Regions from separate parts of the Pan troglodytes genome. Here region 1 is linked to region 2. Evidence: chromatin contacts called from public HiChIP or PLAC-seq data. All regions are on one chromosome and are shown on one strand. Each heading gives the region's core, a stretch centred on a gene start, on an enhancer-like site or on the middle of the called end of the contact. The rest is flanking DNA. Distances are from core to core; before and after follow the strand shown.

Region 1 (2,757 bases), core at 155-2,654, 120 kb before region 2:
AACTAATAAATGGCTAAGAACTTTACAAAATTAATGACAGACATGAAATCACAGATCCAGGAGGCTCAGAGAACTCCAAGCAGGACAAATACAAAACATCTACAGATCTGCATTACCTTATTCTAACCCCGTAAACCAAACACCAAGAGAAAATTGTGAAAGAAGCTAAAGGAAAAAGCCATCATACCTATAAATGTAATTGCATTTAATTACTTGTTAGAAACCATGCAAGCAAAAAAAGAGTGGAGGGAAGTATTTAAATTGTTGAAAGAAAAACACCAGGGCCAGGCGCAGTGGCTCACGCCTGTAATCCCAGCACTTTGGGAAGCTGAGACGGGCGGATCATCTGAGGTCAGGAGTTTGATACCAGCCTGACCAACATGGAGAATTCCCCGTCTCTACTGACAATACAAAATTAGCTGGGTGTAGTGGCGCATGCCTGTAAGTCCGGCTACTCGGGAGGCTGAGGCAGGAGAATCACTTGAACCTGGGAGGCGGAGGTTGCGGTGAGCCAAGATAGCACCATTGCACTCCAGAAGGGAGGGAGGGAAAGGAAAAACACTAACCTAGAATTCTAAATCTGGCAAAATCACTCTTCAAAAGAGAAGCAGAAATAACTTTCAGATCAAGAGTACTTCAGAAATGTATCTTTTTTTTTTTTTTTTTTTTTTTTGAGACGGAGTCTTGCTCTGTCGCCCAGGCTGGAGTGCAGTGGCGCGATCTCGGCTCACTGCAACTTCCCGGGTTCAAGCGATCCTCCCACCTCAGTCTTCTGAGCAGCTGGGACCACAGGTGCTGCCACCACACCAGGCTAATTTTTGTATTTTCAGTAGAGACGGGGTTTCGCCATGTTGGGCAGGCTGGTCTCGAATTCCTGACCTCAAGCGATCCTTCCGCCTCGGCTTCCCCAAAGGCTGGGTTTACAGGCGGGAGCCACCGCGCCTGGCCCTAGAAATACATCTCACCCATAGTTTGTTTACGAAAAAATTGAGGTCCTGAGTTAAGTGGCTGAATTTAGGAAGGAATTGATCCCAAACCATCTTTTTTTCTTTTGCTAAGAAGTTTAAGTCAATGTCAGAAAGTGCAGTTTGAACTCTTCATGATAAAACTGGAGATGTTCGGGGAGAAAAATGGACAATAGGTTCAATAGGACGTTATCAGCTGACTTGGTATCCAAACTGAGCTTTCCTGATTATTTCTTATTGCAATGTCTGACTTTTAGCCTATGTAAAAATATTTTCCCGTGGGTGGATGGGGAAATGACTAATTTACAGGACGCGACAACCTAAACCTTCCAAGGGGAAGGCGTCCTAAAGCGAAGATGCACACACCGGTTCTCGCCGCGCCGGGTCGAAGGCCGCCTACAAGTCCCAGAGTGCTCCGCGGCGTGCGCTGCCCGCCGGGAAGCGTCTCCTGTGCGTCTGCGCGGGAAGTGGAACCTGGCTCTGGGGAGAAGCCGCGTGAGATCCGCGCGGGTGCTAGCTAGTCCTTTCTCGTCGCTGCTCGGCTCGCGGCCCGTGGGGTCGGCCCCGCCGCCGTTGCCGCCATGCCCATGAAGGGCCGCTTCCCCATCCGCCGCACCCTGCAATATCTGAGCCAGGGGAACGTGGTGTTCAAGGACTCCGTGAAGGTCATGACAGTGAATTACAACACGCACGGGGAGCTGGGCGAGGGCGCCAGGTCAGTCGCAGCCCCGGCGGCCTGGCGAGCCGTAACCTGCTAGTCGTGCCAGCCTGCTGGTAACGTGAGGTCCCGAGTCGCTCTGGGCGGCCGTTCAGCCCCGGGGCGGGCGCCCCAGGTCGGCGCTGTTACCCCCATTTTACAGAGGTCCAGACTGAGGCGGACGGCGGGGCCCCCGCCGGGCCGGCTGCAGTCGTGACGAGGTTTGGGGGGCGGAGGACAAGAACCCCACTCCTGGATCTCCTTCCTCCGGCGCGGTGGGTGAGGCTGACCCGAGGGAGGCCACCAGTTCCCTTTGCCCCTCTGGCCAGCAAGGCAAGCGCTGGGGAGGGGCAGCCGCAGATCCTTTCGGGGTGACGGGGGTGACACCCCAGGACGAATCTGAGGATAAAATGAGAGAAATAACAGCGGCGAACACTGATCATGTCTCGCACAGTTCTGAATGCTTCTCGCGCTTTCTCTCTTCTGATGCCTAGAGAAACCCCAGCTTATCCCCACTCTAAGGCTGGGGAAGCGCACAGAGAGGTTAAGTAACTTGCGGCTCCACGAGACAGCATGCCAGCCAGTGAGCGGTGAGCCGGTACAGTGTGGCCGGGAGTAAGTGAAAACGCTTCCTTCAGGACTCAAGGTTTGGAAGGAAGTGATTAATTATGTCAGCTGTGCAGCGGCAGACCCCACCCCGACTAGAAGGAACTGTAGGGAACGCCTAGGAATTCTTTCAGCTTGGAGCAGAGTAGGGACTCATTGAATGGCAGTTGGCAAGTGAAAGGTTTGGATTGACCCTGAGGCAGCCCTAAGCAGTGCCTTAGGCTCTGCAGGTATGAAGTCTACATTTATTGAGTACACTCTGAGTGCTAGGCTGTGTGCTGTGTGCTGGGAGTTCAGCAGTAATGGAGGAGGCAGCCTTAGCCCGCAGAAACTTTGGGACTTGGGTGTATGTTGGATCAAAATGAGGCGTGGGGGCGGGGAGCAACTTCTTGTGGGGCATGGTCCCCTTGGTGACGGACCTTCACTGCATGGCCCTTCAAGAGATCCGGAAGCCATTTCCTAGCCATTTGCTCTGCGCAGGTGAATCTG
Region 2 (2,874 bases), core at 342-2,841:
GCCGTTACACGGGCTGTCCTGTCTGGAATGCCATTCCTCCCTTGGGTTCCTCTGTTCAAACATCACTTACTCAGAGAGGCCACCCTGACCATTCCATCTAAATTAATGCCTCAGGTCTTCTTCAGCAGGTCATTTGGCTTCTTTTCTTTCACAGAATTTATGACTCTCTGGAATTATTTGTCTATTCACCCCCCAGCCCCCAACTCTAGTGAGGGCAGGGGTCTTGTACAGCTGGTTCTCCAGATGTGTCCCCAGTGCCTAAAACACTAAGTCAACATGTATTCAGCGAACGAATGAGAAGAGAATCACTCCCGAATTGTGCTCTCTCAAACCCCAAATACCCTTAACGCTTGCCTCTCCTGGTGGCTGTAATCCCATTTTTAACAATAACACCATTTTCAAGTGACTCTGAAGCTCGCAAAGTAGCGTTGACTCCATTTTCTGAGTAGAGCCCCACAAACAATGCTCAGAAGGGAGGTCCGGCCTGGCAAGAATGCGCATGCCCCCCATTTACAGTCGATAAAATTGAGCCTCATTAGGGGATTCGCCAAGGCCGCTGCGAAATAACGAGCAGGAGCCCTGAAAAGGGTCCTGGTTCCGAAAACCTCTTCCCACGAGAGCGCATCGTGGACTCGAAATGCTTCATCACCTTTATTACTATTGTTCCTCAGTACTCATTCGAGACGCGTTCCCGGCGGAGGGAAGCAGCCCACCTGCTGACCCAAGACCAGGCGCCGGCCTCTCCACCCGGCCGCGCCCCTCGCGCCCCGCCCCCGCCGACCCAGCCCCACTCTTCGCCCCGGCCTCTACTCCCGCCCCGCCAGGGCTCCCGCGCCCCATAAGGACCACCCTCTTCCGCCTCAGCCAATCAGCAAAGCTTAGGGGGGCGGTGCCATAGGCCCCGGCCCTCCTATCTGGGCGCCAATTAGCCAGCCCATCCGTCGCTCACGAGGTCGCGCCTCGCACCCGCCTTCCTCCTTTTCTTTTACCCTCCCCTTCAGAAAAAACGGCGGTTGGGCTGCGACGGCCGCCAAAGGCGGACTAGAAGCGGAGGGGTGAAAATCCCGGGAGAGAAGGAAGAAGGGACTGCAGGCGGGAGGAGGAGGAGGAGAAGGAGGAAGGGAGCCCGCCCAGCCGGAGCCATCTCCGTCGAGAACAAAATGGCGGCGCTGGCGGAGGGCCAACTATGAGGCGGGGCCGCGGCCATTCCCCCTCCGCCCCCACCCTTGCGCCGGCCGGGCCGGTCAGGGGGAACCCGCTCGCTTCGCCCGGCCGCGGGCGGGGAGGGGAGGGGAGCGGCCCGGCCCACTATGCAAAGCGCCGGGCGCCGCCGCCGCCACCCCGTGGCAAAGGTAAAAGGGTCGGGTTCAGCTGCCGCCGCGGCGCCTCCATGTCCGCGCGCCAGGCCCGCCCCCTCCGCCGCCGGCCCGAGCCCGCCCGACCCTCTTTCAATTTTACCTCAGGATTTGGCGCCAAAGCGGCCTCGAAGCGGGTCCCGTGTCTGCGGCGGGCGGCCCCCGGCGCGGAGGGCAGGGCGCGGGGAGCCCGGGCTCCCGGTGTCGGCGGATGGCGGGAGCCCGGGGGCCGCGGGCTCGCGGGGCAGCGGGCGAGAGACGAGACGCCGAGGTGGGAGCGGGGTGGCAGGGACGGGCCCGGGGGCGCCGCCGGGGTCGCGGAGAAGGGGGGGTTTGTTATTGTTTTTGTCAGTGAAAGGTCAGAGTTCGTGACCCCGGTGCCGCCGCCGCCGCCGCCCGCGCGCTGGTAGGAGGAGGGCGAATGTTCTTCTTCCTCTTCCCAGCGCCAGCCTCGCCGCCGCCGCGGGGGGCGGGCGAGAACGCGATTGGCTGAGGCGCGCGCGCGCACCGGAACGCCGCAGCCGGCGCTCGGTCCATCCGGCCCGTGGGCTGTGGGGCCCCGGGCGGCGGTGGCTACGTAGCTGCCGCCGGCCTTGGCCGCGGCCGGGCGGGCGGATATGTGGCTTAAATGGCGCAGGCGTCGGGGCTTAGAGGCTGAAGGGCTGGTCGTCCTAAAAACTCGTGGACGTCGCGCACGGTTACCCGGACGCAGGCCCGCCCCTCCGAGGAACCGCGAGCTCCTCGCAGCTGGGTGGGGACCGTCCTCGCAGTGGCGGCCTCCACCCTGCCTTCTCGCTTAGCCAAGGCTTCTGGAAGGCTCGCAAAGTGTCTGTTGTTGGAAGAAGCCGGGCCCTGACTGGCGCGACGGATTCGCCCAGCCGCTCAGCAGAGCGTCTGTAGGTCGGAAGTGGGGGTTATATTGGGTGGGTATTGAGCTCTTCGGCCCTTCCTCGGTACTGATAGTTTTTAATTTAGGTTTTAAAGGTCTAAAGATGCGCCCGTTCTGGCCATCTCAGGTGAAATGTTGAAACGCCCCCAGAACCTATAATTTTTGGTTTCTTAGTAAACATACGATCCAGATCTTGTGTAATTCCATGCCCCTCCTTCTCGAGATTTGGAAGTAGTACATGGTAATAGGGATGTGTAAAGCAGCTTTTAGCAGCATTGCTTAAATTTATTTGAAGAAAATGGCCTGTCTTGATCTTAAACTCTTGGGCTGTAGGTTTTCCTTACATATTTTTCTGTTTTATGTCGTGGTTTTGACTTGCCTGGGAAGGTGCAGGCGCTTATTTATCCTAAATGCCCTGAAGTGTTTAGGCTACAGGCTGTAGATCTTATACTGATTTTTTTTCTTCAGTTTTCTTGCTTATTAAGAATAAATATTGACTCCAGAATGGATGGGTTAACTTTTTTCCCCACACAGTATCCATTTGGGTTTTTATCAGGATGACTCCAACTTTTAGTATTTTTTTTTCCATAATCTTACAATATTTCTATTTGGTAAAAAATGTTTTAAACA

The links. HiChIP or PLAC-seq counts read pairs in DNA pulled down with a chosen protein or histone mark.
Region 1: a contact with region 2 is called in an H3K4me3 HiChIP or PLAC-seq map of stem cell-derived excitatory neurons, with 3 times the contacts expected there. The contact joins the promoter of MRPS25 here to the promoter of NR2C2 in region 2. A contact is called at or near these places in 1 of 7 Hi-C or Micro-C datasets (stem cell-derived neural progenitor cells) and 1 of 1 datasets of contacts at active chromatin or transcription factors (stem cell-derived excitatory neurons).

The regions. Positions count from the first base shown.
Region 1 is chr2:19,067,339-19,070,095 of NHGRI_mPanTro3-v2.0_pri, reverse strand. It overlaps MRPS25 (mitochondrial ribosomal protein S25), which reads left to right and starts at 1,404. Exons shown (of 4, transcript NM_001251923.2): 1 at 1,404-1,680. The coding sequence starts at 1,547.
Region 2 is chr2:18,946,771-18,949,644 of NHGRI_mPanTro3-v2.0_pri, reverse strand. It overlaps NR2C2 (nuclear receptor subfamily 2 group C member 2), which reads right to left and starts at 1,591. Exons shown (of 16, transcript XR_008547215.2): 1 at 1,459-1,591. LOC100613308 (myosin heavy chain IB-like) reads left to right here and starts at 1,359. Exons shown (of 2, transcript XM_063805454.1): 1 at 1,359-2,278. The coding sequence starts at 1,391. The coding sequence ends at 1,765.